Linked DNA regions of Danio rerio: region 1 is linked to region 2. Evidence: chromatin contacts called from public Hi-C data. All regions are on one chromosome and are shown on one strand. The core of a region is the stretch at or near the end of the contact, and the rest is flanking DNA. Distances in the headings are between cores, read along the strand shown. Region 1 holds the start of cbx8a (chromobox homolog 8a (Pc class homolog, Drosophila)). Region 2 holds the start of ndufb10 (NADH:ubiquinone oxidoreductase subunit B10).

Evidence for each region. Hi-C and Micro-C count contacts between places; a contact is called where the count stands out from the background.
Region 1: a Hi-C map of an unstated tissue shows a contact between it and region 2, with 2.4 times the contacts expected there. The contact joins the promoter of cbx8a here to the promoter of ndufb10 in region 2. A contact is called at or near these places in 1 of 18 Hi-C or Micro-C datasets (an unstated tissue) and 1 of 4 datasets of contacts at active chromatin or transcription factors (embryo).

What each region holds. Positions count from the first base shown.
Region 1 is chr3:17,346,210-17,352,727 of GRCz12tu, forward strand. cbx8a (chromobox homolog 8a (Pc class homolog, Drosophila)) reads left to right here and starts at 3,170. Exons shown (of 5, transcript NM_205616.2): 1 at 3,170-3,289; 2 at 3,433-3,476; 3 at 3,878-3,943; 4 at 4,053-4,119; 5 at 4,260-6,518. The coding sequence starts at 3,221. The coding sequence ends at 5,042.
Region 2 is chr3:17,187,047-17,193,782 of GRCz12tu, forward strand. It overlaps ndufb10 (NADH:ubiquinone oxidoreductase subunit B10), which reads right to left and starts at 5,301. Exons shown (of 4, transcript NM_200730.1): 1 at 5,077-5,301; 2 at 3,832-3,970; 3 at 1,509-1,648. The coding sequence starts at 5,224. It overlaps LOC141381170 (a long non-coding RNA gene), which reads left to right. Exons shown (of 2, transcript XR_012400910.1): 1 at 1-1,692; 2 at 1,787-3,705.

The DNA of each region.
Region 1 (6,518 bases), core at 1,920-4,419, 160 kb after region 2:
AGATGTCTATTACACGTCTATTAAACACAAAATTGTTTGCTGGGAAACCTCGTTATAGGCTAATGCACCTTTGAATTGCAAAATGCTATGTATTATAGGCCTGAGATTGTGTTGGAACTATTGTTTGAAAAAACGTGATTTATAGCGGAAATAGTTTTTAGTCGTAACTAAATGTTGTAGTTATTTAGAATTAACTACCGCCAAGGAATGTAAAATCTCGCACATTCACAGAAAATAGCACTGTTTCGGGTTACAAAATTAAATTGACCAATCTGCTGATTTAATTTTTGTCCGTTTAGTTTTATTTAGTTAAGTTAGTAAGATTTCAGGAGTTTTTAGTAGTGAAATTTTGCAATGCATGCCTTCTATGTGCAGTGCCATATTCACAACGCACGTCCTTGTTTCGTTGTTATTGAACAGAAAACAGCGACGAATCTTCCTGCTGCCCTAATACCCTGCAGTAGCCTAAATAATAGCCAAATGGAAAATTATTTATATTTTACAGACAGCAATTAATGTTGGCCTTTTTAGGTCATTCTTGTGGGTGAGTCAGCTGAATTCAGAAGATAAAGGAATAGCTCACCAAAAGCAAAAATTATACCATAATGTATGGCCTATGTTCATCCTCTACTTGTTTCAAATCTGTTTTAGTTTCTCTCAGTTAAAAATTTTATTTTTAAAATTTAATAAATAATAAATAAATTTATTTTGAAGAAAGTTGAAAACATGTAACACTTGCATAGACTGGATGTCAATGCTGATATTAAGCTTTTTTTCATAATATCTTCTGTTGAGTTCAACAGTATAAATAAATGAAGCCGCTTGAGGGAGCAAAGTCAGAATAGTGAGCTAATTTTCAGTTTAGGGTGAATATCTCTTTAAATGAACTCACTTTCTTAAATTTGCTGGAATACGGTGGCTGCCGCTTATTCATGTGAAGATAATAACGTCCTTGTAAGAGATGTCATCATCGTGACTTGCCTTAATATTCTGTTTCAACAAGATGTCGCCTGTAAGTTCTGTTTTACAAATTGCACAGTTATATTATATTATATTATATTATATCATATTATATTATATTATTTTATTTTATTTTATATCATATTATATTATATTATTTTATATCGTATTATATATGCCTATATTAAACTATTATATTATATTAGCTATATTAGGCTATATTATTATATTAAATTATAGGCATATTATATTGATTACATTATAGTAAACTATTTTATAGGCCTATACATTATTATATTATACTATAGTATATTTTTGTTTAAATAAAGTCTACTCGACGCATTTTAAATATTTTATAAACATTTAAATATTTAGGCTATATTAGCCTACTTAGTACATTTCAAAGAACCTCGTTTAAATATAAATATTTTTTGAAATGCCGAGTCGCATTTCTATACATTAATATAGGCTACTAATATTTTGTACTAATATATACTAATATAGGACTAATATATTTAATTTGTAAGATGTATCGATTTTAAAAAATAATCAGCGGCTATTCATGCATTTCAAATTCACTGCAAGCGATTAACGCAGATTTATTTGTGGTTAATTGCATGTGATTAGATCTAGGAGAAATTGTAACAATAACAAGGACAGAAATCAGGTGTTAACTTTGCCTAATTTATCAATTAACTAAATAAAAACAAGTTTATTCAAATAGGCTACTTTCGATAATTTGGCCTGCACTGGAGATGTCTTGTTGCTTCATAATGTAACCTTTTTTCACCCGACACAAATTTAAGCTTGCATTTATTTATAAAACAAACATTTGTGCTTGTTATTTATTTTCGTAATGACAGTAGCCTAATTATATTGAATCTACAACAATAATAATAATATAACAATAATAATAATTAAAATAATAATAATAATAATAATTATTATTATTATTATTATTATTATTATTATTATTATAACCTATAAATGTTTTCCCCGATAGCATTTAATTAATCGAATCGAAACAAATAATAGGCGAAACGAAAACATGAATGGCATTAAATTTAGATTATTATCAGTTGCAATAAATAAATCGTGAAAAAAAATCTGATTGAAATAAAAGCAGGTTTTTAAAAGATTAAATCATATTCATCAAATTTTACATAATTTATGAAAATAGTATTGAGAAAAGTAAAAAAAAATATTTTTGAGTAAAATATAGCCTAGGCTAATGTACCAAATAGCCTTTAGATTTAATATAATATTTTACACTTAAAAGAAACACGAAATAGGCTTAACCTAAAACGGAAAACGACTCAAGAGAATTGTTTGTCGGAAACAGTGAAATTTGTCATTTTATAGTAGCTATTTAAAGGCAATGATTTTATTATAAAGAAAGAAAGAAAGATAGAAAGAAAGAAAGAAAGAAAGAAAGACAGAAAGAAAGAAAGAAATGATTAAAACGTATTGCGTGTCATTATTTAAATTAGGCTAAAGGCACGCACGATGATTTTCAAATAATCGATAAAATCTCTAAATCTTTTAAGAAGTCGTTTATGGTATTTACAATATTGCACATTAGCCTATCTAACCCGAATAGCCGAACAAAGGACCAAGCATTATTGAGTTCATAAGTGGATTTATAGGCTTTGTATTCTATGTATTTATACATATTGTATTATATTTTTATTTGTAGCCTATGCCTATAGTAAATATCCATTTAAGGGATTGCGAGACATGGCGGGGAAAATGGAGGCGCAGAATCCGAGATGGCGCGTTTCATTCACATGTGGGCGTTTAACCAGAACAAGCGTGAATTTTAGATCTATATATAAATAAAAAACATAAACAAAACAAAATTCATTATGACATCGACCCGCAACACCTGTTATTTAGGTTATTGGCAGAATTAAACAGAATAAACAAGCCGCATTTGGACGTTTCGCCTTGTGTTGAGATACACATGCGACATGGGGACTTAGGAAACGTCCCGAATGCGGTCTCTGCACATTAGTTTACGAAATAAACACGGCATGTTTGCCTTCAAAACATTCGTAAATGTCATTTTGCGAGCTCGTCTCGTCCTCTAGTCTCCGCCTCTGAGAGCGGGAGCGCCAGTCACACAGTACCGCCGTCCCGCAGTGCCATGGTAACAGTTTAGAACGTGATGACGTCTCTTCGGATCGAGTATTATGGGCTATCGAGGATTATTCAGGCAGAGGCTGAGAGGGGAAAAAATAGCTGCGAGGTTGAAGTAAACATGGAGCTCTCTGCCGTCGGGGAGCGGGTCTTCGCCGCTGAATCCATCATTAAACGGCGCATAAGGAGAGTAAGTGCTCGTCGGGGCTTCAGCTCTGCAGTAGAGCCGCCTGGATGTTTGTTTATGCTTGCCGAAATGACATTTTCCACGCGATATGTTAGCTTAGCAGCGTTAGCTTGCTAATTTGAGTCTCTCTGTGCTTTCGCTTTCAGGGGCGGATGGAGTATCTGGTCAAATGGAAAGGCTGGTCTCAAAAGTGAGTGGTAATGACACGATAGCGGCTGTTGTTGTAACGGAAGGAGCGGGTTAAGGCTGCCCGGACTCGCTCAGTGTTAGCACGGCTGGAGCACAGACTGTGTAACGGGGCTCTCGTGAATGTTGGCTGGCAAGGCCAGTGATTGGAGACAGTCATACAGCGTTTAAAAATGATTAATTGACATCATTTAGACTTGTATGGGAAACACTGTATATGCTTTTAATGAAAGTGTCTGTACATATGATTTATGCTTGGGTTTGATTTTGTTTGCATTTTTAAAAATGCAATTGATGCACGCAAGTTATTGGTAAAAGAAAAAAAAAATGATACTAGAAACCTATATGTAATCAGTTTTGAACGTTATGATTTTGGAATAATTTAACATGCAATTATCGGTGCAGATACAGCACCTGGGAGCCAGAGGAGAATATTCTGGATGAGCGTCTTTTCGCTGCTTTTGAAGAAAGGTAAACATTACTTCGTTGTTTATATAATTACAGTAGCCTACATAAAGAAATTGATTTGTGTGCTTTAAAGTAGCATTTCTGTGTATAATAATTTTTTTACATATTGCAGGGAGCGTGAGAGGGAGATGTATGGGCCAAAAAAGAGAGGACCTAAACCAGAAACGTTTCTAATGAAGGTGACGTTTTTTTTATTATCTCTGAACATTTTTTAAATATTTTTATTATTATAAAATACATCACACTTTAATGCATTTAAATTATCATTGAATTTGTGAAATATCTTGAGTTTTAAAAATATGCATTTAATTTTTTGCAGGCAAAAGCTAAAGCAAAAAGCAAAACCTATGAGTTTGGACGAGAGATGTCCAGAGATATACGTGTGTCTTTTCCAGTAGCAGAACCTGTTGTGACACCCAGAGCACGTGAGGGACTGCGGACAGTTGTGCCAACAATCTTTCCACCTAGCACCATTAACAGAGGTGAAAGTGTTCGTGTGCGTCCACCAGACTCTGAAAGAGACACCCTGACACATGGCACTTCAATCCAGTGCCCACTTGATTTTGCCAACTCACCAAAAAAGCGAGGACCAAAGCCAAAAATGCATCCAGCTGGAGGGTCATCCTCTGAAGGCATTAAAAGAAAGGCAGATGAATCGTTATCTTACCGCCCTTCCAAAACCGAGAGATCAGGAGAGACCTCTAACTGTGATATCATGCATTTTACCCAGAAATACAAAGCAGAAACCACCCATGATGGGAAGCAAATGGGAAGCAGATCCAGTGATGTGAAATTTTCACATGGTGGAAGCTTCTTAAAAGCTGGGCTAGGCATTTTGGGACATCGACAAAAGGTTGGCTCTGGTGGTGCCATAAACCAACAAGCCAAGATGAAGCATCCTCCCAAAAACAATCTATTTCGATCCACTGATCAAACCAGAGAGCAGCTCTCTCTGAGCTTTGTAGATGATACAGACCAGTCCTGGCTGCCTTGTTTGAAGAATATGGAGAAAATTGTTGTTACTGATGTAACAAGTAACTCATTGACTGTAACCATAAAAGAGAGTTCAACAGACAAAGGGTTCTTTAAAGAAAACAGATGATGAGATAGTTTATGTATGTATGATGATATATTGTAATCAAAGTAGAAAAAAAAACTTACATTTCTATATCATTTCTAGTCTATAAAGTCTTTCAATCGTGTATATAATGCAAAAATATATATAGTATATGTTTAGCCTACATTTCCATTCACGTTTTCTATGAAAATGAAGTTTATTTTTCTATTTCCCCAGATTTTTATGTAACTTTACCCCTTTTGGTTGCCTTGGTCAGCTTTATTATGAATGTAGGGCATAGAAGCTGTTAACATATACTAACGTTTCAACGTAATGCACCTTTTAAAGGGACATATTGTTTAGTCCCTTTTTATGAACTTATTTTTTCCGGATAGATTTTGTACATACTTGAAGGTCCAAACGGTAGTCTCTATTAAAGCACACCCTTTAAAAGGCATGAAGGGAAATAAGCTACATGCATTCATAAACTTGTTTTAGGCCTAAAAATTTCCGCTTCAGAATCATTTTTCGTTTTTCTGCTCAATATATGACTTACGATATCTTTTCCCCTCTTTAAAAACTACACAGGTATTTGATTGGTACGAATTGATTTCAAGTCGCTCAAGTAGCAACTCGTAGACAACAATTAAATCGTATTAATATAATTAAAACGACATTATATTAACCCGGAATTAACGGTTCGGCTTTTGCAGAGGGGAAGAAAACAAAGAAAATGTTCAAATGTAATTGGTTATTTAGTGCATTATTGATTTCATCCAATTCTTCGCTAATTTTACGTTTTTTTCCGTATATTCAGTTTCTATCCAGTCTTATGTTAGCCTAATCGAATTAATAAACCATACGTCGATGTTTTTATTACAGACCCAGTTACTGTAAACGATTAAACATAAAAAAATAAACCTATATATCATATATAGCTTAATCTCAAAAGCATGCCGACCTTCTTGGGTGAAGTAGATCATTAAGATCTGATGTCTTTCAAAAATTGGGGTGAACAATCTGCGAATGATCCAACCATTCGTCCAAAGATATTCACTCGGTTTCAGGCTTATTTTTAATTACCTACCGTGTACTGTAAATCTATAAAATTAATTACTATTATTATTATTATAGCTGCAAAATTTATTCGTATTTTTATGATTTAACAATTATAAAAAAGCCACCGCAATCCCACACTGTCGGAAACAGAAACCACTGTAAGGGGATAAACGTAAGTTTTCATTTTTAATAATCTATAGGGGAAGAAATTATTTCTGGAATAAATCATGGCTGTTGACTAAACAATATGAACATTATTTTAATAACACATAGAAACACAAAACGTTTTCCTAATCACGGTGGTTTCAAATTAAAATTGATATCAAAATTACATTTCTGTAGATTTATTAACAAAAGCGCTTGTTGAAGAAGTTCAGTCCACAAGATGTCGCCATGAACTTGATATAGCAAATCCGTGTATACTTTTAAAAACCCGTTAATACCATCTACGGCTTATGTACT
Region 2 (6,736 bases), core at 4,051-6,550:
TCAGTCATATCGGTATGCTGCATCAAATATAAAAACAGCAGTCTTATGATTGTTGGCCAGAGTAATATGTTTATGCTTTAGTAACACACTTAAACATAAAAATGTCAATGTTTCTCGTGTCCACCCACTGAGCAAGAAACTACACATGTTTGTTGTCATAACCAATTAGGTAAACTCTTTGTCCAATTTGTTTTATTAGTTGTGTTTATTTAATTAACAACTAGGGTTGTCAAGATAGTGGAATTCGACGCCAATCAGTACTGAAATTTTAAAAACGTCCATTTCGCAGAGCGTTTTTAAGCTGCGATTCATCAGTGGATTGCTCATATGTCAGCTTATAGACAAACCAGCAAACCAGACGTGACTTTAAAACGCTCCAGTGTCCCTATACTTGTGGTTACACTCCGTAATCAGCGGTGAGTTTGGTAAAGTGATGACCTTCACGCCCAATCACAGTCACTTCTGTTGAGCACGTGAACACAATGGCTAATAAGCGCTGCAAATGAAAGATTTTTACATTTCAGTACCGATTGGTATCGAATTCCAATATCAAGACAACCCTAATAACTACTTTAAGTAAAGCCACTTTCTGAAGAAGATTGGGTTCATTGTTTGTGAATATTGGACCAATAGTCTCGAAGATTTGTGCGTGTTTTAATTCAGAACGTCAGAGAAAACTTGTCATAATGAAAAATGTCATTGAGTTGAATGACATTGTCCTGATTCATAGAATAAGAGAGAAAACCGATTCTGTTTCCAGCTTTTCCAGTACAAAGGTTAGGATAAGGATAGGATAAACAACTATAAAAAAGTAAGGACAGGTAGCAGACAGAGTGATTGAGAAAGAGAATTCAGAACTGCCCCAGTTAAGGAACACTCCACTTTGTTTTTGTTTTTTTTGTTTGTTTTTTTAGAAATAAGCTCATTTTACAAGTGCCCTAGGGTTAAACAGTTAAGTTGTACCATTTTTAAATCCAGTAAGTTGACTTCAGGGTCTGGCGGGAGCACTGTTAGCTTAGCATAGATCACTGAATCGTATTAGAACATTAGCATCTCGCTCAAAAGAGTGTCGATAATTGTCCTATTTGTAGCTTGACCCTTCTGTAGTTACATTACGTACTAAGACTGATGGAAATTTGTTTTCTCATTCTAGGGTAATTATCAACGTACCATGTCTCAGAAAGCACAATATTACACAGCACCAGAAAAATAGTCCCCAGGTAGGTAACAGTGCTGCGTAATATCATTTGTTATCGATCTTAGTATACAATATAACTACACTTGAACAAGCTTGAAATAAAAAAATTTCAAATTATCAATCCTTTATCAGCAAGATGCTAACGGTCTAATCCGATTCAATAATTTAAGCTAGGCAAGTTTACTAGCCAAATTTTGTAACTTTCCTGCAAGCCCTTTCATAGACATAGCAGAAGAAGAAGATGAAGGAAAAGGAAACAGATGCTCTGTTTGGTCACCAATAACACATCAATACTGCACTAAATACTCACAGCGTGACTGAAAGGCCAGGGATGTTTCTTTAAACTGCTTAATTTCCTTTTGGCAGTTCTGCACGTAGCTGTGACCCTCACGCTGCTGACAGGCCTTCAGGCGATTCTGCATCACCTTCACAATCTCCTGATCCACCTTACTGCAGAAGAAAAGACAACAAACAGTGAGCAAAAATACAGGCAGGTAAAGTTAAACGTATACATTTTCATTAAATAAAATGCTGTCTTCTCAACCCTGTTGTGATGTTTAAATAAATGGCTTCTATTTAAAGGTGCAGTGGGTGATCTGCAAAAATGCTAACCGGTTAGCATAATATCTTCGAAACACAGTCCAAAGCCACGCCTCCTGAAATCATGAACAAGCACACCTGACAGCAGACAACCCATCTAGATCATGTCATTCGCCAGTTAGTAAACTTTACAGTACTTTATAATACTACAATTCTGAACAGAAAACTGCACGTTTACAGTTATGTAGTTAGCAAGCAAAACTTGTGCAATGTGAAATATTTCATGCATGCCAGAATTGCTGGTCTCACACTTTGTTCTGAAGGGACTACTGTATGCTTAGTGGTTGGTCGGTGGCATGCAGAATGAATATTCAGAGGAGCATGGTAAACAGTATATGAAGCGCGTCACAGACTGTCATTGTTTAAAAAAGAACCAATGACAATATATAAACCATTTTCACCTCAGTAAAGCAAGCTAGGTGGAATAGCACTATTTACTTATGTTTACGGCCTAGTATTTGCTGAAATATTGACTGATAACTGACAATTTTTTAAATGAATTAATCAATAAAACATTGATTTCATGTTGACTTGAAGTGGCTTAATTTTGCAACATTAGGGGTGCTCATAATAATCGATTAACCGTTATCCGAAAGGGTGCGTTTGTAACCGATTAATGGTATCAATTAAATGATTAAAAAATATATTATTTTATATATTTTTAAAGTTTGGCTGCATAACGGATCAATCACAACGAATACACTTTTTGGATTGAGAGGGAAATCTTTTGAATGGTTTACTGACGGCCGCAAGTGTTTTGTGGCGCCCTGCGCACCTCGCGTTTATGTCGTTGTGCGCTGCGTGCTCACAGTTAAAATAAAGTAAACTCTGAGCGGAAAAAGCGGTTGAGGTCAGTCGCGTCTTTTTCATTCTACAATCAAATGAAAGCCGAGTTTTCATTGATTGAATGCATATTTTCTGTGGAGCGATCGATTTGAGGAAACCTGCTATTTTTATTTGCCAAAAAAACATATGATTGGACAAACAGAATATGCCGGTTTTTAAAAATTATTCTGTCAGTGTTTTCATTTTGTAATTTAAAATTGTCATTTAAAACAAAAATATCTAGGGCAGGACCATTTATTTTATTCTTTTTATTTAGTTTTTTCTGTTTTTCTATGCTGTCGGAAGCGCTGCAGGTGCTTACAGTTGTCCTGTAGTTCTGTTCTGTATGCTGTTGTTCACGTTAAAATAAATCAGTATTTTAAAATGCAATATTTAACTTGTCAGACAAAAAATAAACAGGTCAATTTTTTTTATTAAAAAATTGTTTATTATCATCATTTTTTTTTGCTAGCAAGCACTGCAGCTAAGAAATGTATACTTCAAAAATGGAAATCTGAGAACCGCCCTGAGAAAAAACTCTGGATCAATAAGCTTGTATCTTATAGTACTCCTGAGAAAAGACTGTATTCTGTCAGACAAAAACCCACCGACTTATAGCATCAAATTAGGGATTATATTTGGGGATCTTTTATTGACACATTACCTCTCTAACCTTAATAATTGATTGTTTCGTATAATTATTATTAGTTTTGCTAGTCTTTTTTTGTTGTTGTTGTTGTTCTTACTTTCTCTTATTTTATGTTATTGTTTTAATTTAATGTTTTATCATATATGTAAATGTAATTTATTTGTGCATCATTTCTGGACATTATTGCTTTTATTTATTTTTACCATCAACCATTTCAACTGTCTTTACGTAACATCAAAAGGAGAAATGTTTTGACAAAATTTGTGGGGTGGCGGGGTGGGTTGTATTTGTATTTTTTTTTATTGTTATTATTATTTGTCTTTTGCTAATTTTTTTTTTAAAGTCCTGATATTCTTTGTATTCTTACATTCTACATAATGTTATGTATATTGTCAATAAACATACTTATTTTTTTTAAATAAGTATTTAATATTAATCTGACTAGTCAACGGTTAATATTCGGTTAATGAGCAGCAGTTGTTGGTTGGCGAAATTAACCGAAATGAGCATCCCTATGCAATATAATTGCAATATTTTTGTAAAAAGGAATTTGACATACTAGTCTCTCCTCCATTGCATTTCAGCCTCATAATAGCACAGAAAATCTCCCTGCTGGCATTGGGTCAGTTCAGGAACACGGCGAAACTTCTGGTGGTAGTAGTAGGCCTTTTTATCCCCACGAAAGCTCTCAACGATGCCTGGTAGAACATGAATCAGACAATAAAATAAAGATCAAGAAACACAAGAAAAGACAAGAAGATATTTAGATTTATTATACCAGTACAAAATGGTGTTTTGTTATTATATCGATGTGTATTATGTTAGCCTTTTAAAGTATTTAGGAATTTAATTGTTTAAGGCTGTAATTACAACTATAAAGCTAATGAAGGTAAACTAAAAAGCACTTCTTTTATTAAAAAAAAACCCCACTTATGAGGAAAAAGACCAAATCTTCAAATACAGACCCACACATTCTGAAATGTAACTTTCAAGATGCAGGTTATTTTTCTTCTTCAGTTGAAGAAAACTGAAACTATGGTTCTTTATGATTCATTAAATACAAGATAGCAAAATTATTCTACTGATTAAAATAATTGAATCTTGTATGGCCTGATGGTGAGTACATAAGTAAATTTACATTTTTAGATGAACAGTAACTTTAAAAGAGGCTGCACAAACTAAATAAAATGTCAGTTTCTCCTTTCTGTAGGCATTTAGAGTATGCATTTGACCGAAGATTTTTATAAGACGACACATACCATGCTCTAAAGACTCATTTTAATCAGTTTGTACTTTGGTCACTTTCCTGAGAATCAAACCCATCAGCTTGGCATTGTGCTTTTATTTACATTTATTTAATCTGAAAGGTTAAAAACTACCAATAATACTGTTTAGAACATTTATAAATCGATATGATTAACTGCTTATAAAGATGTCTTTATTCAATTATGAAATTAAAGCGTTTTAGTAACCTGTGAGAAGTATTAGAGGTTTACTGTGTACCAATCTTTATTCTTATCGTAATAACTGGTACTGTAAGTTATCCAAATATGGTCAATTAGGAACCTGCACCAGCTAATCTAAACAGTATTTAAGAAATTAGATTACAGTAGATATAAGTAGAAATCGAAGATTTACCAGCACCAATACAAACCTTACACAATGCATTGCGCTATATAAACACACAAATCCATGTCTATTATTATATGTGCGATTTTAACACCACAAAGGCAACTGTAAATGACAGCAGACGAATAAGCAGAGGTAAACACCGCCTCGAGTACGCTAGTGTGCAGTACTTCACCTCTGAATGTGCTCACTGGCAGATCCACCGTGTAGTAGAAGACCTTTGTAATCAGCACAGCGGGATTCGGTACCGCCGTTTGTTTATTCTCCATCGGAGTCCGAGAGGGAGGCTCTGGATACGCATCTTTATTGTAATCCTGCGGCATTTTCAGCCTTTAATTTAAAGGTGAATTTTCTAAAACCCTTTAGTCGACCTCAGTCTGTCTCTCTCCTCCACTGTGCGCATGCGCGCTTCTCACAACATGGCGTAAGGTCACCGAGCTGCGATTAATAAACCGAGAGAACATTACTTTGTAAAAATGTTATGCTCACAAAACTTTAACACATACAATTCTTTAAAACTGTATAAAATGTATAAAATTGCCTATTTTATCTCTTCGTTCTTTGCTAAACAGAGAGGTTGAAGGTGAAAGGTTATGCACGCAGTTTTGTTTTCTGCCAATAGATGTCATCGTTTTTTAATTCATCGAGGCACGAACAAGTCCTCGAAAATATAAAACTTCAACACAGCGAAACACAACACGTCAAATATAATATTTGAATTGTTTATTTAAGCAGCTAGTGTCATTACAAGGCTTCTTGTTAATTCTGCCATTCATGTATTCACAGAAATTCGTTTAAACATTGTACTTGAAAGTTATGTAATAGAAACTTGTCATTTTGTATTGATTTAATTCTTATAAATCATTTATCTAATTTATTTCATTATTGTAATTTAAATGTTAACCCTTTAACTGTCCAAGCAAGAAGCTAATGTTGCATTTCTTAACTCCTAATGTCGCTATAGTTAACACGCTCAATGCATTTGTTTTCAATACATCCAATAATTTCTAAAATATCAACCTCTACCAAATGTTTGATATGTTGGTTTGTGGTTTTGTCGGTTATGTCTGCAAGGATAAAATGTAAGACCAATTTATTTAAAGATATAACCAAAATAAAGAATTTTTGACTATTAAATCCTCTTTATTTTCTGAAGTACGCCATAAAATATGTCAAATTCTCATTTAACACATTCACTTGTTTTATTTTATATTTAATAAAATCAAAATCAAGTGTAGTCCTCAATAGGATTCATCCTCCATATTCTGTCAGTTGTTATATGCATGCGCTTGAAATTGTTTGTTTGCAAGTGAAACAACAGATCATTTGTTTTTTCATTGGATGTTTGTGGATGCATTATGGTCAGATGTTTATGTCTGGCTTTACCCAAAGATTCCACACCTCAAGATCTTTAATGTGAATGACATTATTTATGGACTTGTAATGGACAGTAAGGAAGATGCCTCCCTGAAAGATTGAAACTTAATATTTCATTAATGTGTAAATTTTGTGGTCAAGAAAATGAAACAATTTTGTATCTTTTTTTTTTCATTGTATTTACTCAAGAATATTTTGGAAAGATTTGGAATTGTTAAAAAAATAATAAGTATAAGATAGAAATTGGGTTGTTTGATGTTTTATTCTGATAATGGAACTTGAACTGTAAAGGACAATATATTTTTAATTTGTTTATGCTGTTAGGAAAATACCATATACATAAGAAAAAGTGGGCTCAATGTAAACCCAACTTTACCCATTTTCTGAATGACTTCAAAGTATATGTAAATCTTTTAAAACAATTACGAAACAAAAAAGCACTGACAACATGTAATGCT